Linked DNA regions of Pan troglodytes: region 2 is linked to region 1. Evidence: chromatin contacts called from public Hi-C data. All regions are on one chromosome and are shown on one strand. Each heading gives the region's core, a stretch centred on a gene start, on an enhancer-like site or on the middle of the called end of the contact. The rest is flanking DNA. Distances are from core to core; before and after follow the strand shown.

Region 1 (5,802 bases), core at 242-2,741:
TGGGTCCTCAGCCTGGAAGCGCCACGGAGAGACTCGATTTCCTCTGTAACCCGCTGCTTATTGTTAAGGCGCCTGGGGATACTGAAACCGTGTGTTTCGAGTCGCCAGTTCCCATTATTGGGGTGTTAGGTCCACTATTGGGCTGGTTTCCTTAAAGTACTGTTGTGCGGTTCTGGTATACCCTTAGAGCCGCGATCCACAAAGCCTGTACCGCCTTATTCAGCTGCCCTCCCCTCAGGATCTCCAACCCCTCTACTCTTGCCGTGACTAGGAGCTCACCTCGCTCTCTATCCTCATTCCCACTCAGCTTTTGGCCCAATTTATTTTCCCGTTTTTCAAAACCCACCATCACCATTATGGTTTATCAAAACATTTTTTAAACAGTCATCCTCAACTAAAATTAGATCCTATCGTTCGTGGGACAGAAACATAAAGAATCTATAAGGAAGGCACCTAGGAGATGCAGAATTGCTGATTAGCAGAGGTTGTGATGGGAGGATAACAGAGCAAGCTAGGTGAAAAAGTATAAGTCAAAATGGTCCCTACGTGTGCACTGGGAAAAGGTACTTCCAGTCCACTGTGGCTGTGGGGAGTAGGAGGGAGGGCTTGGGGTTGCTCGTAAATCCTAGGACCCGCACGTTTCCTGAGCTTTTGTTATGTATACACGGAGGCGGAGGGTGTCACTTACTGTACTTGACGCTTTCACTTCCTCTCCAGCTTTTAAACAGCCAGAGCCCAGGGTTGGGGGCGAGCGGTGGGATGGCTCGGGTTTCAAGGACAATAACTAGGACGTTAAGCAGTGAGGGCTGCATCTCTGAAGCCACTTGCCCTGATCCTCCTATGGGACTCAGAACAGTAAAGCGTCACTTTAAGGAGCCAGTGTCCAACAGCGGACGGGAGGCCGCGGGGATAGGACCAGGGACTCAATGCTGTTGAAATTCATTTGTGACCAGAACTAGTGACCAAAAGACGTTTCCGGCAGCTGTTCCGCCCGTTAGGAAACGTGCTGCAGTTCTCAATTTCTATTTGAAAGTTTCCTTCTTTAAATAGAACGTTATGGAGACACATTAAAATGGAGTGTAAGAGCGCACAGCACTCAACCCCGGACCTGGGCAGGAGAAAGATCTACTTAAAAAAGAAGCAAACAAACAAACAATCAACACTTATTACTGGGAAAACAACCAATAACTATGGACAGCAAAGACAGACCCCGCGCATTCCCTGAAACTACTAAATCGGAGTTCACAACGCGCGCACCTATAAGCATTTTGAGCGGGAACTGCATTTTAACCCCGGCCAAGGAGAGCTTCCAGGAAGCGCCTGGGCCCCGAGGCTGAACAGTGAAGCTCATGGGTACTATCTGAGGGTGCAACCAAGCAGGGGGTCAATAACAAGGGTCCTCCACCACCCTGCACTCCTGGAATAACCCAGCGCCTGTAATCTGAGCAACAGTTTCCAAAGACCTTCTCTGCAGCCCGAGCCTGACGGGTATCCAGGGTAACCGCGAGGGGGCGGAGCTTCGGGTTAGGTCCCGGCGAGGTTCTTCCCGCAGCCAATAACGAGCCGTAAATCCCCAGCCCATTGTTGTTTATTGCTGACCCCTCAGCGCTCCGCTAGGAGATTGGCCGCTTTAGGGAAGGGGGCGGAGTCCCGCCCGCCCCAACAGCCACCTTTCGTCTCCATTCACAAAATTCCGGCCCTTCTTGGTCACGTGGTTGGGGGCGTGGAGGGGTAGAGGAAATGACACACAACAAAGGCCCAAGTATCCCAAACCACAAAACTTTTTTCAGCTCGCTGCCTCCTCTTTGTCCTGTCCCTGAAACAGATACTAGATGAGGAAAAAGAGGTTGGGGTCTGGGAGTAATAACAAGAGAGAAAAAAATTAAGACCGAAATTAAAGGAAGGCTCACGTGGGGATAATTCCGGCGTGCACTGCTTAGACAGCTTTTGCACTAGAGGAGAGAAAGAATTGAGAGTGGGGAGAAAGTCTTAAGGACTGGGAACTTTTGCTTGCTGCTTCAAGTCATTGCTTTTAAAGGTGCAAACTGTTCGACTGTAGATGGATTTCAGTTTTTTCACTTAACATTCTGTAATTTTCATTTCTACCTTTTTTTGTATCCCACAGTGTCTTGTTAGTTTTTTAAAGCTTTTATGTATTATTAGTATTATATATTTTTAGGAATATTGATGGTTTTCGCTGGCTGATAGTTTTAGTTTCCATTTCCAAAGACTTCTCACTCCTTCCCAGGCCCCCATAAGCTCTGCGCCCCTTCTTCCTCCCTTTAGTGGACTGGCACTCTCAGGCGCTGCGCTGTTAGCCTCAGATTTTACTACGTATTGCGGTGGCTTCATATTTTCCCTTTGGAGTTCTTTAAATGAACTCATATCTTTTAACTCTTTGATCTTCATAGTAACTGAAAATGATGTTCTCGTGTGAATAAGCAGCTAGTCTCGCTACAGCTCGGTTTTGTTGAAACAGCCTAAAATTTTGAGATAAATGTGTCCCTCTTGCCTGTGAACGATTGAACCACCCTCTTTTCTTTCTCCCACTTTCTCTTCTGTCTTTTCTCTGCATTGATACTTACTGAAACACTATCTCTTCTGTCCTTTCTATGCCTTGATACTCAGTGAGACACTAGCTTCTAGTTTGGCAGTTGTTTATCTTCTATGCTTGGCACTGGGAAAAACCAATAGACCCAGTTGCTGAAGACAGTGGAAGGGCTGAAAATTTGTTTTTCAGAAAATGTAAGATCTTGGAAAATATCTGCAAAGGCAGCTGTTCTGTCTACAAGACAGGAACATAAAAAGCTGGACAAAGTTTCCACTACTTTTTGAGAATGTCTTTAAAACATCAGTTTAGTAAATGCCAGTCCTTTTGAACGGAAAATTTCATTTTGGCAGGATTTCAGGCATAGAATGGCAGCGCAGAGGCCAAGAGGCTTTGACATTTATTTACTTGTATTTTGAAATCCCATTTGGATTTTGAAATAAGAGTTCTTGAGAGAAAGCTACCCCCCTCCAAAAAGAAGTCCATTTTTGAGTTTGGAAAGTTTTTAGGTTGCATGTAAAACTATTTAAATTTTTATATTTCCCTTGCTGTTATTTAATAAAGTAAAATAATATTCATTAGTGACTTCTCTACAGTTAACTTACTATGGCATTATGCTGAAAATGCATGTTGTTAAAGAAAGTGAATTTCTAAAAGCAGTTACAGAAAGGCAACAAGCTAAAATGGCGCTGCTTGTTTTAAATGGTTGCTATAATTAAAATCAAATGAAGTTTGCTCAAAATTGAGTAGAGTATTAAGTAAAACAGTAACTTTTAAAATTTGTTGTATTAAAACAGTATGTAAGGCAAATTGTTAAAGATCAGGTTTGCACAGTTACATCAAATAGATAAGAAAAAGATATAAAATTAAACAGCAAAATTGGCCAAGAAAATGAACAAGTGAAAATAATTCCAAAGGAAAACATAGAGTCCTCACAGGAGGGTGAAAGATAATCAGTGGCTTCAGGAACACTGTATGTGAGGAGTAGCAGAAATTTGAGAGGAGGGTGGAGCCTGGGAAGAAGGTAAGGGTATCAAGGAAACTGATACTATGTAGCTGTATCCTCTCTCACTCTCAATACTGCCATTTTCAGCTGGTGACTATCTGTAAACTCCCTCAAGTAGAGGAATTGCAAACAACTTATAAATGTGGAAAAAAAAACTTTTAACTGCACCCCAAATCAGTACATTATACTGTACACTTAAAAAATAAAGAATTTTTTAATTTTTATTATTTATTTATTTATTTTGAGACAGAGTCTTGCTCTGTCACCCAGGCTGAAGTGCAGTGGCGCGATCTCGGCTCACTGCAACCTCTACCTCCTGGGTTCAAGTGATTCTCCTGCCTCAGCCTCCCAAGTAGCTGGGAGTACAGGTGCCCACCACCATGCCCAGCTAATTTTTGTATTTTTAGTAGAGATGGGGTTTCACCATATTGGTCAGGCTGGTCTCAAATCCTGACCTTGTGATCCGCCCACCTTGGCCTCCCAAAGTGCTAGGATTACAGGCGTGAGCCACCGCGCCCTGCCTTAAAGAATGTTTTAACTCATCAATTTGGAAGGAAGTTTCTAATATACTTAGAGTCGGATCCTAGGATAAGGGCACTCATGTATATTGCTGGTTGGAATGTGACTTTTTGAAACCTTTTGAAAGTAAGCTTACAATGTCTACTAGACTTTAAAATGAACATCTATTAGACCCTAAAATTATATCCAATAATCCTCATTTGGGAAATCTATACTACAAAAATAAAAGCAATGGTGCATGAAGACATTTATTGAAATATTAGGTACCAAGGAAAAAATCTGGCAGCAACTTCAGTATCCACCAATAAGGAAATGGATTTGACAAAGTATGATACTCTTATAGTTTGGAATTCAATTATCATTATATACCTGTTAAAAAGTATGCTATATGGTTGGTTCTCAAATTTGAGATTATATAAGACACTCCTTGTTAAAAAGTGACATCCCTGGGTGGATTCATAGAGTTTCTGATTCCGTAGGCTTGAGCAAATCACGTGGGAATTCTGTTGCAGGAGGTTGTGTTGCAGTTAGTCTGTCAACATTTCTTTGAAAAACCGTGAGTTGAACGTCTACCTCACAAGTCCAAAAGGAAGCCAGCATTGTGTGCTAGTCCAGACCTGTTTTGCTTGACCCACATAATGTTGACCCTCATGGGAAAGTTATTGTCAACATTCAAAATTCATATTATACACAAACATTTAGACTTCCATTGCTTGAAAAATTAGAGAATATGGTAACACTGGGCCTAAATTCCCACATAGCAACCATCTGCTGGAGCTGATGTAAAGGAGCTGATGTTCCTCATGAAGAAGCATGGGCTCACAGTTTTGCCATGGTCTACATTCTTCCCCAAACCCTGTTTGTCTTGTCGATGTTACCTACCTTACCTCTGAAATGATTTGCATGCAACTATGATTTACATGTGACATAGCATATTGAATGATAATAAAAGCAAGAGACAGAATATACAGTACCATATATTCTGTTTTTGTTAAAAAGAAAAAAATAGTGTACATAAAGGTGTGTATATACACTTACACATATATATGTATTCACAACCTTTTTTTTGTTATTGTCCCCAAGGAGCTTTTTTAGACATGTTTATTCCTTATCACCTCCTTCTCATTATATTTTAATACCACAGTTTTACTGTGTATCTGTTTGTGTCCTGTAGTCCTTTAGAGTGTCACAAACCATTATGACACCTAAGATACATCCCTCCAAGAGCCAGTTTTCAACACTTGGGAGTAATATCACCCCCACTAACAATGTAAGGTATATATATCTATAGTTTTATTTTTTAAGATGCTATATTACCTATAAATATTAAAATTTTTATGATCAAATAAGTGGCAGGGAAGGATACACACTTATCTTTTACATTAAGTTACATTTTTCTAATAGTTTGGATTGCAAGTGGGAATCAAAAGATAATATTTTTTTCTAATACTTGAAATGGTTTGTTACAACATGCAAGTTTCATAGACGTATTTTTTCTTAACCCACTACATGAAGGAAGAAATTAGTAGTTTATTAGAGTTAATTAATTAGAGATAAATTATTAGCATTCAAATTAGAGTTTGCAAGGACAACAGAAATTTTTATTTATAGAACAGCAATATATCTAGGTGGTTATAGATCTTAATTTTTGAGTAATATATAAAGTTTGCAAAAACTAATAAGCAAGAAACAAAACACAAATCTCTACCTGCCTTTAAAAATATGATCG
Region 2 (6,290 bases), core at 687-3,186, 200 kb after region 1:
GGGAAAAAGTAGTCTCTTCAATAAATGGTGCTAGGAAAATTCAATAATCACATGCAAAAGAATGAGACTAGACCCTGACTCATGTTATGTACAAAAATCAACTCAAAATGAATTAAAGATTTAAATGTAAAGTTTGAAACTATGAAACAACTAGAAGAAATCACAGAGAAAATGCTTTATGATGTTAGGGTGGGCAAGGACTTTTTAAATAAGATCTCAAAAGCACAGACAACGAAAGCAAAAAGAGACAAATGGAGTTTCATTGAACTAAAAAGCTTTTGAAGAGGAAACTATTCACAGAGTAAAGAGATAACCTAGAAAATGGGAGAAAATATATGTAGACTATACTTCTAACAAGGAGTTAATATAGAGAATATATAAAGGAACATAAACAACTCAATGGGAAAAAAACCCCCAAATACCTCATTTTAAAAATGGGCAAAAGACTTTAATAGACATTCTCAAAAGAAGACATACAAATGGCCATTAGTTATATGAAAAAAATGCTCAATACCACTAATCATAAAGGAAATGTAAATGAAAACCACAACGAGATGTTACTTCATTCCAATTAGACTGGTGGTTATCAGAAAGACAAAAGAAATCAAGTGCTGGTAAGGTTGTGGAGAAATGGGAACACTTATATGCTGTTGGTAGCAATATATACTAGTACAACCATTATGGGAAACAGTATGGAGGTTCCCCAAAAATAGTCAAAATAGAATTAACATGTGATCTAGCAATTCCACTACTGGATGTATAGCCAAAGGAAATGGAATCAGCACGTCAAAAGAGATATCTGTACTCTCAACTTCTGTAGCACTATTTATAATAGCCAATATATTGAATCGACCTAAGTGTCCAACAGTGGATGAATGGATAAAAAATGTGGCAAATATACACCGTAGAATATTATTCAGCCATAAAAAGAATAAAATCCTGTCATTTGTGACAACATGGATGAACCTGGAGGACACCGTGTTAACCGAAATAAGCCAGACACAGAATGATAAATACCACATTATCTCACTCATTTTTAGATATGGAATAGTAAAAATAATTTTTAAATATAACAATTAAGAAGATAAGAATTTGGTACATAAATGGATTAACAAGAGTCATTTAAAAAATCTAGCAGTGTGAAATGTTGCATTCCCTGTTGAAATCTAAAAATGAGGGGTTAATATATGTTATATTATGTTATATATGTATACAGAAATACATATATTCTGTTATATATATATACAGAAATACATATATTCTGTTATATATGTATACAGAAATACATATATTCTGTTATATATGTATACAGAAATACATATATTCTGTTATATATGTATACAGAAATACATATATTCTGTTATATATGTATACAGAAATACATATATATTCATAGTGGAAGCCTGACTTTAAAAAGAACTTTTCAAGAATGGATTTGATCATCTCTTTTAAAGTCATCTAGTTTTTGAAAACAACCAGCCGGAGCTGACTATCACTTTGTTTTTATGCTAAAATTCTGAACTCCTTTAAACGAGTCTAAAATAAGGAAAGACCAGAAATCACAGTACAGCATATTGTCAACAACCTCTCTATAGCGACCAAAGGAGTTCAGGGCCTGCAAGTCACTGTGTGATAGTGTACTTGAAAAGTCATCTACACCACAGGAACGCAACCAAATAAATAAGTATTTCACCGACAAAACCCATAGAGAAAGAGTTTAAAGACTTCCCACGGCAATCCATTGCTGCCACTGGCCATGTGTATTATCAGTAAATGTAAATGGAGTTTATGAGGATCAACTAGTGGTGAATATGAACACTGCTGCTTCTGGGTTCTTGAAGCAGTTTGTTCTCGTTAAGCTTTGTGAAGGGACTGAAGGCTTTCCCTTGTTTTCTGTGTGAATGAGCCGTTAGTGTGTGTGGGAATGTTTTCACAGCAGCATGCCTCTTCTGCCCTTTTCTATCAACTGAGCTACTTCACGTGTCTCCTCATATTAGTGCCATCGCTAAACAAAGCAAGCGCTCATGAATGAAGGCTGATGTCAGCAAATTCTGAATAGCTTCTGGAGGGGCATCCTGCACCCTAACACTGATGCCAGCTAAGGGGATGAAGTCACCAGGGAGATCACCCACTCTTATTCTCCTAAGAACTGAGCAGTTCCAGCAATGAAAAGCAATACAAAGCAAACAAACAAATATTCAGATTAAAATGCGATGTAATACAGGGCAGTGCCAACATTACTTTACATATGACTACACGGTCTTTACACTAAATATCCAGAAGTACTGTGAAAATCAGTTATTTTCTTGAAATATATCATAAACTATAATGAGATGTTTCTATGGTCCCTTTATTTTAGTTTCAGTGAAACATGAAAAACACATACAAATAACATTTTAGAAACATGGTAGTACATTTGAACTCACTTATAAACTTAATAATGCTGAAAATTAAAATAAGGACAGAACATGATGATGAGGAAAAGTGATTTACAGTAAACATTTCCTTGTAAAACAGAACTGTTTCTGGTATCCAATTTACCCTGGTTGCATGTAAGTCTTACGTGCTTAGCAAGAGATTGAAAGACTTTATAATATTTGAGGTTATTGTGCATAAAACCATTGCTGGTCAGAAGTAAATCTTACTGTCTTGGCAGTTTGTCTTCAGAGAATAGGCTACATGACTAAATAGAATTAAATCTCAGCAACCTTCATGTAGAACTGTTTGTTGCCGAAAAATATAGGATTATATCATGACGTCTGGTGACTTGCCAGAGAACCCTTGAAAACCTGCTGAGTTCAAGGCTCTGCACAACAGGAATGTCATAGTTTCTGCTTAGAACAGTGTGTGTATTTAAGGAGTTTTGCTGTTAATGCAGGACTAAGGACCCCTCACTCATGAACTGAGACAGGGACTGTTATTGTCAAAAGCACTAAACACACTTTCCTCATTGCCTCACCATTTAAAGATGAGCAGTTTTTGACTCATGCCTCAAAGAAAGAATTATTCTAGTCATAAAAGCCTGCTAAAGTTTTCTTTTTTAAAGCTTATAAACAGACTGCGGGCAGATTGACCTTCATATCTAATAAGCTAACTGTTAACAAGTTAGTACAGTTTAGTATACACCTCAATACTTCTATTTTCTATATTTTTCTCCTCCCCCCACACTCCCTTTCTTTTGAAGTAATTTTATTTCATGACCTTATGTCTACAGAAAAAGAATTATATTACTGTCTTGGATTACTAAATTGAATTAATGTTGACATAAATAGTTTTATTTGGATGGAATTTTAAAATTAATTCCATTTGTAAATAGCCATAAGAAATACAATCTCCTTTGTCATTTCGATCACAAAGTAGCAGAGAAATCTCTTCCACACATAAAATCACTTAGAAGAGAGAACTTGCAACTTACTACAGTATAAGAGATTTTCAGTATCTAGTCACCTTATGACTCATATTAATCATGTACTGACAAGTTTCCAAAGAGCTTGAATTAAAAAAAAATAAGCCCTTGTATATAGACATGTTGAAGGACTTAGATAAGTACAAAAATCTCTGTGAAAAAGTTTTCATTGATGTTTTAAAAAGCGTGTTATTTTATCTTTACAAAGGAACTGCACTAACACTAATCTAGCTTTTGGAAAATACAGCAACATTCATGACTAATCGTAGTGTGAAAGGTAGAAATGGACATGAAAAGTATCATCACCTCTAGCAACACTTGAAACCCTAAGAGAGGTTCAAATGCAAACTTTCAGATTTTCAACACTGAAAAACCAAGGACTTTATCTTCCCTTTCAAGGAGTTGCTTTGTGGGGCGGGGGAAACCAAAACCTCTTTTGTAATACAAACTTTGCCAATATATCTGATTCTTTTTCTACCTCCTCTTAGAAGAGATATACCCCCTTTTTAATAGTTTAAAAATACTATTGCAGTGAAACTCTTGGTACAAAGGAAAATTATTCTATTTAGTCGTATTCTTTTAAAAGTTATTTGTTTAAAAGGGCTTCACTGTATTGGTCTTGCAGCCCTTCATACAACAGAACAAAAGCAGTTCTATGAAAGAAGACTAAACTTGAACAAACCGTAAAAAAAAAAAAAAAGCAAAGTTCCTCTCTGTTTTTATCAAATTTGATTGCTGCAGCTGTTCCCAGTTTCTGTGTTTTAAAAATAGCCTTATTCAGTGCCTTGTTGGCTAAAGGCCAGAGTGCCATTAGAACATGCTGTACGGAAAACCTCTATTCAGTTACAGATACAGAAATATATTTAAGATCAGTGGGGGTCATCTGCAGCAAACACTTGTAAAGGAAAATAGAATTTTAATGTGTTTGGACTGATTGCCACTTTTACCAGATAGTTTAAAGCTTCCATATAGAACCATCCTATTATTTTTTCTTTTAGGTAAAAATGCAAAATGCGTATGAACTTCATTGGACAAATATTATTAGAAAGGTCTGTTTCTCAAATAACAATTGTACGGCTGAGATACACATTTCAAAGCATACCTACTAGTGGTTTCTGTTTGACAAGCTCACAGGCATTCATCGAGTGAAAAGGTAGGTAATATTGAGCAAATGCTACAAATGGAATCATAACTTCTTTCTGACACAGGCCTCCTAAGTAAGGTCACGAGGTGTGAAATCGATTGATCTGCCCAAGGGAAATGAGTCTGGGGACTCATTTTGGACTTAAAGTGTGTGGGGAAAGGGTGAAAGAATTGAGTTATTCAGTGATGTTTCAGAGTTGACCTTCACATCTCTTCAGTTCTTTCCTTTGCCTCAGCAAAGGATTGAAATTAGCATTTGGGACTAAACAGATTCCTGTAGGAGTCCTAATTTGAGTTGTAAGTAAAAAGGATCTGCTTCGCATAAATCATCAATAAAAAGGAATTTTGATTCCAGGTATTGAAAATAGTAAGAAAAAATTAGAAAGCAGAGGTCTAGGGAAAACTAAGGTGAGAAGAAAAAATTTCATTAGGGAAATATACACCAGTTGTCAAGGTATGGGAACATCTAAGATTTCACCTTTCTTGAAAGCTAACATGTTAGCCTGCCACAGCTTTGTTGAGGCTGGCAGAAGACATGAGTTCCCTGCATCAGAGACCCAAGACCTTACTATCCACAGCAACAGCAGTAACCAGTCTTAACATCTAAATCAGTCCCCCAAACCCCAACTTCCATAGGGTGAACCAAAGAGGTCTGGGAGATACCTGCACACATAATGGGCTGCATTATAGAAGAGAAACCCATGGCTTACAATACCTTGATCTTTCATAAAAGAAAATAAGCCTGCCTGATCTCTTCCCAGCTGCCAAACTGGCTAAAAAATGAAGCTCTTATTGACATTTTTATGGTCATATGTGAATTGCTACCATGATGGTATTAAAATAGAAGAGATATCAAAATATTTCACAATCAGCAAGAGTACTGGCCACAGTGTATCCTAGATATTGTAAGAAAATAGGGTCCCAGAGGTCTCTAAGGTACCTGGCATTGATACTTTAAATGTTGGATTTGGAAAAGTCTGGGAGGTCATGAGGAGGGATAGGGGGAACCTGGAAGGACAGGGCGAACTGTGCAGAAATATTTAAATAATTTAACATTTGGTACAGCTATGCTGAAGGTCCCAGTGGAAGGTACTAAACTGAAATATGTCTCAGAAGTTCTGATTCCTAGTCCTAAATTGTGATTTAGCTAAAGGGCAACTTCAGGTAAGTCATTTAATGTTTCTGGGACCCAGTTACCCTATCTCTAAAAGAGAAATGGTACTGACCTTACATTGTGATTAAATATATTGTTCCAATCAGTTACATAGTAATTTTTTTGCTCATTCTCTTTCTCCCCTACACTAAATAAACTTTATGTATAAGTAATAAAATTATAAATTCTGTGGCTATTCCACTTTTGATAGACACAAATTTCCACGAGAATAGCTTGAAAAATATTGGAAGTGAAGTAATTGAGCGTGATGGGTCTCAGATGAAAGACATTTGGCTACAAATATTAAAGTGGTGGGGGGAATACAGAATGAATAGGAAAAAGGAATAGAAAAACAAAAGAACAGCAAATAAAAATGTCTGATCTAAGAAAGCATTTGGATCAGATGAATGGGAAATGTAATTAGGCTGGACACCTCAGGAAAGGGCAAAAATATGAGCATTTCCACCATGAAATCAAAGTAAGATAGAGTAACTAGGTCAGCACTCTGCAGGCTGCCTGGGACAGGACTGGGCTCACTGTGAACCTAGAAGCAGAAATAAAATCCACATGGTCACATTTCCACAAGGA

Evidence for each region. Hi-C and Micro-C count contacts between places; a contact is called where the count stands out from the background.
Region 2: a Hi-C map of stem cell-derived neural progenitor cells shows a contact between it and region 1, with 2.3 times the contacts expected there. The contact joins the enhancer-like site here to the promoter of ETV1 in region 1. A contact is called at or near these places in 1 of 7 Hi-C or Micro-C datasets (stem cell-derived neural progenitor cells) and 1 of 1 datasets of contacts at active chromatin or transcription factors (stem cell-derived excitatory neurons).

Annotation. Positions count from the first base shown.
Region 1 is chr6:19,805,032-19,810,833 of NHGRI_mPanTro3-v2.0_pri, forward strand. It overlaps ETV1 (ETS variant transcription factor 1), which reads right to left and starts at 1,492. Exons shown (of 14, transcript NM_001280329.1): 1 at 1,464-1,492.
Region 2 is chr6:20,008,580-20,014,869 of NHGRI_mPanTro3-v2.0_pri, forward strand. The region is part of intron 23 of DGKB (diacylglycerol kinase beta); the gene reads right to left. LOC107975707 (a long non-coding RNA gene) reads left to right here. Exons shown (of 4, transcript XR_001719089.4): 2 at 4,405-4,559. Among named protein-coding and RNA genes, the nearest start is that of ETV1, 210 kb to the left of the region's middle. Within about 2 kb of position 1,937, at least 6 of the 24 cell types and tissues checked have an H3K27ac peak or open chromatin away from gene starts, as enhancers often do. A contact at or near this core is called in stem cell-derived neural progenitor cells, where this site is marked.